3 separate regions of the Sus scrofa genome follow, and regions 2 and 3 are each linked to region 1. A link is a contact called in public HiChIP or PLAC-seq data. All regions are on one chromosome and are shown on one strand. Each heading gives the region's core, a stretch centred on a gene start, on an enhancer-like site or on the middle of the called end of the contact. The rest is flanking DNA. Distances are from core to core; before and after follow the strand shown.

Region 1 (3,585 bases), core at 129-2,628:
GTATTGAAACTCTAATCCCTGATGTGATGGTATTGGGAGGATAATTAGGTTTAGATGAGGTCATGAGGATGCAGCCCATGATGGGATTAGTGCCCTTCTAAGGAGAGGAAGAGACCAGTGACCTTCCCCTTTCCCCAGCCTGTGAGGATACAGTGAGAAGATAGATGTCTACAAGCTAGGAAGAGAGTTCTCACTAGGAACCAAACCATGCGGGCACCCTGACCTTTGACTTCCCAGCCCCCAGCATGATGAGAAATCAATGTTTGTGGTTTAAGCCACTCAGTCTATGGTATTTTTTTATAGCAGCCCTAGCTAAGATGTCATCCATTCATTCCTTCATTCAGTGAATATGTATTTAGTCCTTACTATATTTCAAGGTTTTTTTGAAGTCTTGTAGACACAGCAGTGAACAAACTTTTGAGGTCTCTACTCTCAAGAAGCTTGCAATCCAGTTTGGGGGAAGCAGCCGATAAACTTGGAAACAACCTAATTTCAAGTAAGAATAAGTGCCATGAAATAAATACAACCAAATACTATAAGCGAATAACTACAGAAGAATGGGAGATGGCTGAGTTAGACCAATTAGACAGGAAAGACTTCTCCCAGAAGAAAGGGTTGCCGGATAAAATACAGGATGCCCAATTAAATTTGAATTTCATATAAATAATAAACATGTTTAGTATAAGTATGTCCCAAATATTGCCTGGGGCATACTTATACTAAAATATATTCCATTGTTTATCTGGAATTCAAATTTAACTGGGGAAAGAATAACAAATTTAATTGGGCAATCCTGTTTTTTTATTTGCTAACACTTGCAACCCTACCAGTAGGTGACATTTGAGCTAAGAACTGAAAGATCAGAAGGAACTAGCTATGCAAAGGTTTAGGGAAATGATGATTCAGGCAGAAGGAACAGCCAGTGTAAATGTCAGAATAACCAGAAGGAGGGAGGTACAAATGAGGTCAAGTAAATACGCAGGGACCAGATCATGCAGAATTCTGCAGGAATGGCCAAGAGTTTAAATCTCTCTCTCTTTCTCTCTCTCTGGAATTTTAAGAAGGGTGACAAGATCTAGTTGGTATTTAGCTGCTGTGTGGTCGGCGACGTTTGGAAGGGCTTAGAGGACAAATTCAGAAGATAATTAAACTCAAGCTTGTGTCATTGACCTGGGAAGAGGCACCTAAGTTTGTGCGTGGACTCCACTAGCGGTTCTAGGCCGCGCGTCCTGGGTAACCAGGCGGTTGCTATGGAATGTAGCTTGGCGGTTGCTAGGGAGAAAGCGAGGCGGGGCTGGACGCAAGGAAACATCTAAGAGGCCGGCGCGGGGGCGGAGCCAGGAGTGCGGCGGCGCGCGTTCGCCGGAAGTCGTTCGGGGGAAGCACGGGGTGCGAGCGGAAGTGACGTCGGCCTGCGCACGCGGTCCAGCGTAGTTCGAGCGGGTGACCTCGGTTCGTTTTGGGAAGTTAAGAGCTGTTTTACCTGACACAGGCCGGACCCAGCACTCCGGTCCCCGTCCCTTCGGCAAGATGGTGAAGCCCAAGTACAAAGGACGGAGTACTATCAACCCTTCTAATGCCAGCACAAATCCCGGTACAGGCAGCGGGGCTCGCGGAGGGTGGGGCTTTGGAGGAAGCTTGGGGGGAGGGACGCCGGGTGGTTTTACATGAACTGAGCTCAAGCAAAGTGGCCTTTGAGGATGAGAAGGAGGATAATTCCTTGTTCGGAGGCCCTGAGGAGGGCTGACTCTGGCACGTCCGTCAAGACTAGATGCCAGGCAATGGGTCTAAAGCCGGGAGAAGTGAACACTCAGGCCTGGCAGTCTTAGGGCGTCTCCGACTGAGAGGTGCAAGCTCCGAGTTGTCAGGGGGCTCTTAAATGTGACTTCTTGTGTTCCTGTGTGTGTCACGTGTTGAAGCCCCTTCCCCAATATAGTTCAGTCTTGTATGAGTCCAGCTCTCCAGCTCAAGGAATTACTAAAAGTAAATTAGATGAAATCAAGACTAAAAGGGATGTAGCCCGACCCAGCTGGCCTTTTGCACTGGCCCACACTTGCCTGCCACCTTTGCTTTGACCATTGAAATGAGAAAGAAATTGTAGATTTGGCTCTTGGGGTCGTCCCGTCTGGTAAAGTGCATAGAAAACGCTGCAGATAAATCACTACAGTCATTTCAGTAAAGATGTTTTTTAAGATGTGTGTGAGGTTCCACCACAAGATGAACAAGATAACTTTGGGGGGAGTCCCTTCCATTCGGGTTTGGTTAATAAAATGTATTAAGATATGGCTTAAAGGTTTTTTTTAAATTTTGATTCATGTTGAATGTTTTCCCTAGATTGCTGATAAATTATTCCGCTGGTGTAGACTGGAATTTTACAGTTAGACCCGATAAGGCCGTTACAGACCAAGACATGATAGATGAAGAGACCTAGCCAAAATAGGGCAAGTGGCTTGTCACAGTTGGTACAGTTAGTGAGTAGTAGAGCCACCAGTCCTGTGATTTCAGTCTGTTTTCTACTGCATCACTTCAGGAGTAGACAGGTGACTTGAGAAGCCAGGCCAGTATGCTCATTTGTCCTTTTTCTCTCTGAGGTGTAAGGCAAGAATTACTATTTATTTGCTGTTGATTACACTGAGATCAAACATTGGGAAATGAAAAAGCTGGTACATTAGGAACATATATGTATTAGAATCATAGTCTTCATGATGCTTTGCTTATAGCAGGTGCTCAGTATTTGTTAAACTGAGGCCCAGAGGAAGGCATCTTAGTAGTTAAGAACACAGGTCGTGGCCAGATGCTTTTGTCCAAATTCTGGCTCTGCCATTTGTGGCTTTGTACGAGATGTCTGCCTACTGTGCCTCAGTTTCTCACCTGCAGAATGGGGATAATGTATCTGTCTTTATAGGATTATTGTATAATGCCTGTAATGTGACTAGTAAAGTGCCATAATTAGTGCTCAGAAATAGTACCTGTTACCGTTATCAAACTCAGTCCTGTGGAGGGTTCAAGATTCTGTCCGCTTTGTCATGCATATACCATGTAGCTTCCTGTAATGATTTTGTGGGAGCAGCACATGGAGAAAGTGGGGAGTTTGCCATGAGGGGGCAGCTTGCCTACTTTGAGCAAACTGGTTGGTGTGTTTGAAGCAGTGGCTGTGCTTGGACTTGCTGGTTATCAAAAAGTGTGCCGGTCTGCTGTGTTTGCTAGATCGAGTGCAGGGCGCAGGAGGCCAGAACATGAGGGACCGGGCCACAATCCGCCGCCTGAATATGTACAGGCAGAAGGAGCGCAGGTGAGTGTGGGCACTCTCGTCCCTCCCCCTTTCCTAAATGCTCTTGGCTTGTAGCTGACACCTGTTGACCCTTTCATGTTCCCACCCCCACTTCCTCCAGATAAGAGTAGTGTATTTTCAAATATCATTTTATGTGATACACCTTAAATTGTTGGTTAAAGACCTGAGGAGTGGGTGGTGAAATAGTGCTTGTGTCGCAATGCTCCACAACCCCCTCCCTTCTTCGTTCCTCCCAGCCTTGGCCTCCACCACTGACCTGTTAAATCTCAGGGTGGACATCTGTCAGATGGAAA
Region 2 (3,447 bases), core at 646-3,145, 300 kb before region 1:
GCAGCTCATGGCAACGCTGGATGGTTAACCCACTAAGCTGGACCAGGGATCAAACCTGCATCCTCATGGATACTAGTTGGGTTCTTCACCCGCTAAGCTACAACAGGAACTCCCAGGCCCCCTTGTTTCTGATTCCCTGTATGTTCTCTGGGGACTGGCTGGCTGGCTGGCCTCAGTGACCCCCACCTCCTTTATCTCTAAGGATCTAAATTAATCCCCTTCCCCCTCCCATAGTGTTGAAACCAAATTCTAATCAAATTGAGCTCCATTTATGCTGTGGATATTTCCAGGAAAAGAAGACTGAGAAGAAAGTGATGTCTGTTTCTGCAAGAGGTTTACATGTACAAACCTGAACTGGTCACTAAGGCAGCAACCCTCAGCTTAGGGCAAGAGGAGGGAAGATGGGTTAGAAATCACGTGGTCAGAGTTCCCACTGTGGCTCGGTGGATTAAGGACCTGACGTTGTCTCTCTGAGGATGTGGGTTCAATCCCTCGCCTGGCTCAGTGGGTTAAGGATCCAGCATTGCAGTAAGCTGTGGCATATGTGACAGACGCAGCTCGGATCCAGCATGGCTGTGGCCTAGGCTCCAGCTGCAGCTCCGATTTGACCTCCATATGCCTCCAAAGAAAAAAGAAGAAAATCGCATGGTCACTTCTTCCCCAGGACTGACCCTTCAGCTTGGCTCAAAGCTTGAGAGAAGGAGTATTTATTAAGGTAATTTGCTAATTCAATAAACATATCCTGAAGGTTACCTGTGTGCCACAAACTACACTGGGGTGAGACTATTGGGGGAGCTTACAGTTTACTCAAATGGCCAATAGGCTGGACTCCCTGATCTGAGCTGGCCCTTTTTGTCCTTATCTTAGGTGGGGAAATCGAGGTCCCAAAGGAGGGATGCTTTACCCAGGTGCCTGAGGCCAGGTGAACGAGGGGAAGGGGCTGGAGAACAACAAAGTCAACACTCAGGCTCTCTTGAGAGCCAAGGGACCCCCTTCCCTGACCTCTTTCCTCCCTGAGAAGGAGAGAGGATGGGGTCTCAGCGAAGTACTGTATATGCACAGGGTCACACCCTTTATGAAGCGTTTGTATCCATGAACCTCAAACAGCCCCATGAGGCAGGCAGGACCGGGTGCTGCCATCACAGACACTGCTGAGGCTAAGGGAGGAAATGCACACGTGGCAGTGTTGATGGCAAAGAAGTTGTAATTAGGATTTTTTTTTTTTTTTTTTTTTTTGTCTTTTTAGGGCAGCATCTGTGGCACATGGAAGTTCCTAGTCTAGGGGCTGAATCGGAGCTGTAGCTGCCAGGCTATACCATAGCCACAGTGATGCAGGATTCGAGCTGCGTCTGCAACCTACATCACAGCTCATGGCAATGCCGGATCCTTAACCCACTGACCCAGGCCAAGGATCAAACCTCCATCCTCTTGGATACTAGTCAGATTCATTTCCTCTGAGCCACAATGGGAACTCTGGAATCAGACTTTAAATAGAGGCCCCATTTTGCCACTTTGCTAGCTGCGGTGGGGCCTTGGTCAAATTATGCAACCTGAGCCTCAGTTTCTTCACCTGGAAAATGGGGACTGTGGTTCTTCATAGTGTTGTTCTCCTTTAAGCTAGGTTGGGGTAATTATTTGGGGAGGGAGAGTTCCAGTAGAGGCCAGTGTTGAGAGCTGAGGAGGACACTCAGGAGAAAATGTTGTCCCTTAAAGTGACCATCTTCTTCCTGGGCCCTGGGCAGGAGGTTCTGGCTCCATGACAGAGGGTGGACGGTGAGGCAGGAGCAGTCCTTAGGAAAACGTTGTTGGAATAGGAGCCCATTCTATCCCAGGTCCTAAGGGGTTACCCGGGGCAGGGACAGGAGGGCCCTCCCCTAGGGATTGGCGCGGGCATGCTGGGACTTGCAGGCGGCTGACCAGCCTGTGGCGCAGGGGCTGCTGGGAAATGTAGTCCCTGGCTGGGCCCCGGGGCCGGGCCGCGGTGTTCCGCACCGCCAGCAGCGGTGACAGCTCTAGAGGTAGGTGGCAATGGCAGGGTAGCAGGAGCTGGTGGGAGCAGGGAAGCCAGGCAGGGCTGAGCAGGAGGGACTGGACAACTTGAGGGCCGGGACCCCTGTCCTGAGGCTGTCAGAACCAGACACCCTGGCCTGCGGCTGATGCAATGGGGCCTGCTGGGCTGGGGGAGGGCCAAGGAGCAACGGGACACTTTCCCATCTCCAAGGAAAGGAGCACAGGACTTGTCCAGGCTGAGAGGCTCCTTTTCTGAGAGGAACAGGGTTTCTCCACAACCCCATGGAGATACCCCTCTGACACCTCCCTGAGAGGTGCCAGCAGGACTCATTCTGCTCCCCCAAAAGAGAGGCAGAGCTCCATCCCAGGAGCAGTGGGACAGTGTCCTGCTCTCCAGTAATGGGACAAGGCACCACTCCACATCCGACAAGTAGACTGGACCCCATTTAGAAACGCTTGGATGCCCTTCCAGACAAAGGGTGGTACAGCACATTGTACCTCCCACCAGAGGCAAAGGTTTGGCCCCTCTCCCTAGAAACTAAGAGGTCCATTCTAGAGGGGAGGGGCGGGGAGGAGGAGGGAGAGGATCCGGCCTCCTCCACCCTCTCCCAGCACAAAAGCCCCTCCTCCCTGCCCCCAGCCCTCGGAGGCAGCTCCATCACCCACTGGGAGACTTGTTGACTTAAGGAGCCCCCGTTTGCCCTCCCCCAGGGTGTGTCTGCTCAGCGGGGGCCCAGCATGGACCAGTCTGTGGCCATCCAGGAGACCCTGGCTGAGGGGGAGTACTGCCTCATCATATCCTGCCTGGCCTTGGCAAGTGGAATGACTGGTGTCCGCACGTGTGTATCTGCTTGCCTCCCTCTCTCTGTGCCATGGGGTCGGGGGGGGTGGGGGTGGGGGGGGGAGGCGGCATGCAGGGAGAAGGAAACCAGCACTTTTTTTTTTTTTTAACTTTAAGGCCTCACCTGCGGCACATGGAAGTTCCCAAGCTAGGGGTCCAATTGGAGCTGCAGATGCCGGCCCATGCCACAGCCACAGCAACACCAGAACTGAGCCATGTGTGCAACCCACACCGCAGCTCACAGCAACGCTGGATCCTTAACCCACTGAGCGAGGCCAGGAATCAAATCCACGTCCTCATGGATACTAGTCGGGTTCATTACTGATGAGCCACGATGGGAACTCCAGAAACCAGCACTTATTAAGCATTTATCCAGTCCCAGACTCTCTGCCAGGTGTTTTACATACTCAGTTATCCTCCTACCTGCTGTGAAGCTGGGAATTATTATCACCATATCACAGATGAGAAAAAGTCAGAGAGGTGAAGCGACTTGCCCAGGGTCACCCAGCGAGTCTGTGTCGGTGAGGGTAGGGCAGGGAAGGTGGGGTGGCCTGGGTTGGGAGAGGCCTGGGTGCTGGCTTCCTTTTGGTTTGCCT
Region 3 (3,333 bases), core at 14-2,513, 330 kb before region 1:
AATTGTTTCTGCTGCTCCACAACAGGAACTCCCCCAACAGAATTTTTAAACAGCTTCTACTGAGGTAGAAGTTACATACCATAAAATTCACCCAAGTTAAGTGTACAATTCAATTAATTTTAGGAAATTTATCACAGCTGTGCAACTATCACCACAATCCAATTTTAGAACATTTTTATCATCCCCCAAAAGATTTCCTGTGTCTTTTGCAGTTGCTTCCTGTCTCACCTCCAGCAGCAGGAAACCACTCGTTTACTGTGTATAGATATGCCATCTGGACATAAGCTATGTCACTTTTTGTGTCTGGCTTCTTTCACTTAGTGTGATGTTTTCATGGTTCGTCCATATCTCAGCATTCCTTTATTGCTGAATAATATTCCATTATATGGACACATCACATTTGGTTTGCCCATTTACCAGTTAATGGATTTGTGAGTTGCATCCTGTTTCTGTCTATAATGAATATCACTGCTATGAACATCTGAACATATGGACTTGTTTTCATTTCTCTACCTAGAAGTGGACATATGGACTTGCTTCACTTTTTTTTTTTTTAAAGCCGAATAGCATTTTGCTTCTTGGATGTACCATATTTTATTTAACCAGCCCCCTGCTGATCGACAATTAGGATGCTTCCACATATGCAGAAAGAAAGAAAAAGGAAGGAAGGCAAAGAAAAGGAAAGGAGGAGTTCCCGTCGTGGCGCAGTGGAAACGAATCCACCTAAGAACCATGAGGTAGTGGGTTCAATCCCTGGCGTTTTTCAGTGGGTTAAGGATCTGGCGTTGTGGTGAGCTGTGGTATAGGTCGCAGAAGCATCTGGGATCCTGCGTTGCTGTGGCTAAGGTGTAGGCCGGCAGCTGTAGCTCTGATTGGACCCCTAGCCTGGAACCCTCCATATGCTGCAAGTGCGGCCCTAAAAAGCAAAAAAAAAAAGAAAAAAAGAAAAAAAACCCTGCTCTCATCCCCATTTTACTGACAAGGACACGGAGGTCCCGAGAAGAGAAAAACTTTGTCAAAGGTCACACAAAGAGCTGGAGACTCAAGTTCCGGTTCCCTACTCCCATCCATACGCTTCAACCACTCATCCAGTTTCCTACCCTCTCGGCCTCAGGAGGCCCCGGAAAACCAGGTCAGATCCCTTGAAGCCAGGGTGTTGGTGGATATCTGCCTGCCCCCTAGAGGCACCTGGAAACCGTTGGGCATCGCGCAACACACCCCCGGCCAGCAGGGGGCACTGCAGCCGTGTCCCGAGCACTGATTGGGTCTCCCGCGGTGCTCACTTTTCGTCGAGTCTTCGAAGCACTTCCGGCAGCCGCGGAACTTTGGTGCAGCCGGACGCGCGGCTCGGCGACGCGGGCGCGCAAGGCGGCAGAAGTCGTTTCCGGCCGTTTCGGTGGTCCGCCTTGCGGCTCGGGAGGAGGGACGATGGAGACGATTCTGGAGCAACAGCGGCGCTATCATGAGGAGAAGGAACGGCTTATGGACGTCATGGCTAAAGAGATGCTCACCAAGAAGTCCACGGTGAGTGGGGCCTGGGCAGGGGTACCCCTGAAACTGGGCCCCTTGCCCGTGTTTAACCTCAGAGAGCCCCAGACCTGCTCCGCGCCCGCCCCCTCCCCGGACTCGCTCCCGAAACTCTCGCCTTGGTAACATTCTCCCCGGGCCCTGCGCCCAGAGGCCTCTCGGCTTGGGCCGCTAAGACCTGAGCGGGTAAGCTCCGCCCTCGGGCGCCCGTCCTAACTCCAGAACAACGACTAACGGCGTCCTTGTCACCGTTTGCCTTTCTTCAGCTCCGGGACCAGATCAATTCTGACCACCGCACACGGGCCATGCAAGATGTGAGTGCCCTGCTGTTCGCTTCTCTTTGGGTCGTGATGGACTGGAAGAGGGAGGAGGGGGGACACGGGTGTCAACAGGAGCCCTGGCCACAGGTAACCAGATTGGCCAGTCGAGGGTTTGTATGCCTGCCAAATGTCCACACGCTGCCAAACCTGAGGGTGCTTAACTGCCCTTGCTCACTTCTTTGAATGGGAAACTCATTCATTATTCATTACCGGGGAAGATGCCTCTTTAAAGCCTCCTCTGTCCAGTGGATGACCAAAGAGTAGTTATAGTGATTCAAACTCAGACGGTACTCTGCCTTCTCCCCCAAAGAGAATGCTGTGTATTAGTGTTTTCCTCTCAGAACACTGTATTGAAATATTTTTTGCTTACCAGGCTGCATTTTTCTAGTAATAGTTCCATTTTTTTTTAGAAAGAGTCAAAACTAAAATGTTGGTACGTATTAAAACTGAGTGGTAGGTAAGTGGAGGTTCATTATACTGTGCTTTCTAGCTCTGTTTTTGCGTGTTTGAAACCTATTTAGAAAGGGAAAAAAGATCTAATCAGAATTTCTAGTTTGGAGGACATAATTAATATTATAAGCCCTAGTCCCTTAGCTAAATTCCCAAAAGCAAAGTACTCCAAAAACAAAAGGTTATTTGTTCTTTTAATTACTTGGTGGCAAAAATCTGACTTGATATGAACAGATGAGAGACCTTTTTATTGTCTTTATCCCATTGAATAAATAGTGCATAAATTTCACTGCAGAACTATTAATGTGTGTTCCAGATTCCACTAGGTATATTATATATAGTGCCTTCCTGAAATTAAAAACTTCAAATTCTGAAACAAATCTGGTCCTGAAAGCTTTGGAGAAGAGACTGTGTACTTGTTCCATCCTGAGTTTGAATCTGGAGGAGACTGTGTGATGTTTTATTTAGCATGTGCACTCCTCAGTTAAGCTTTTTTTTTTTTTTTTTTTTTTTTTTTTTGTCTTTTTAGGGCCACACACGCGGCACATGGTGGTTCCCAGGCTAGGGCTCACATCGGAGCTGTAGCCGCCAGCCATTACCACAGCCACAGCCACACCAGATTCGAGCTATGTCTGTGACCTACACCACAGCTCACGGCAACGCCCGATCCTTAACCCACTGATTGAGGCCAGGGATCGAACCTGCATCCACATGGATCCTAGTCAGATTATTTTTCCGCTGAGCCATGACAGGAACTCCTCAGACAAGCTTTTTGAAATAATGGAAAACATCTTTGACTATCCGTTTATCTTTGAGGGTCTTAGGTGGGAACTGCTTTGTATCAGAGTGACTTCCTTATATGGTTCACTTTTAGATCTTCTAGGGAGAGTTAAATATGGGAACTCTGCCACCCCTCAAATCACATCACTTAGGTAATCTTCAAAATAACCTGTTTGAAAAACTGACTAGGAACCAATGCTGTGTATTATAGATCCCAGAAAGCACAAGAACTTTTCTTTTTTGGGGGGAGCCGCAC

What was found. HiChIP or PLAC-seq counts read pairs in DNA pulled down with a chosen protein or histone mark.
Region 2: an H3K27ac HiChIP or PLAC-seq map of alveolar macrophages shows a contact between it and region 1. The contact joins the promoter of INPP5B here to the promoter of GNL2 in region 1. A contact is called at or near these places in 1 of 47 Hi-C or Micro-C datasets (undifferentiated spermatogonia) and 1 of 2 datasets of contacts at active chromatin or transcription factors (alveolar macrophages).
Region 3: an H3K27ac HiChIP or PLAC-seq map of alveolar macrophages shows a contact between it and region 1. The contact joins the promoter of SF3A3 here to the promoter of GNL2 in region 1. A contact is called at or near these places in 1 of 47 Hi-C or Micro-C datasets (epiblast stem cells) and 1 of 2 datasets of contacts at active chromatin or transcription factors (alveolar macrophages).

The regions. Positions count from the first base shown.
Region 1 is chr6:93,643,773-93,647,357 of Sscrofa11.1, reverse strand. GNL2 (nucleolar GTP-binding protein 2) reads left to right here and starts at 1,378. Exons shown (of 16, transcript XM_021095967.1): 1 at 1,378-1,594; 2 at 3,208-3,292. The coding sequence starts at 1,531.
Region 2 is chr6:93,942,846-93,946,292 of Sscrofa11.1, reverse strand. It overlaps INPP5B (type II inositol 1,4,5-trisphosphate 5-phosphatase), which reads left to right and starts at 1,895. Exons shown (of 25, transcript XM_021095974.1): 1 at 1,895-2,018; 2 at 2,722-2,805. The coding sequence starts at 2,749. All of the region lies in intron 2 of LOC106510652 (a long non-coding RNA gene), which reads right to left.
Region 3 is chr6:93,974,254-93,977,586 of Sscrofa11.1, reverse strand. SF3A3 (splicing factor 3A subunit 3) reads left to right here and starts at 1,263. Exons shown (of 17, transcript XM_003127795.2): 1 at 1,263-1,524; 2 at 1,794-1,841. The coding sequence starts at 1,429.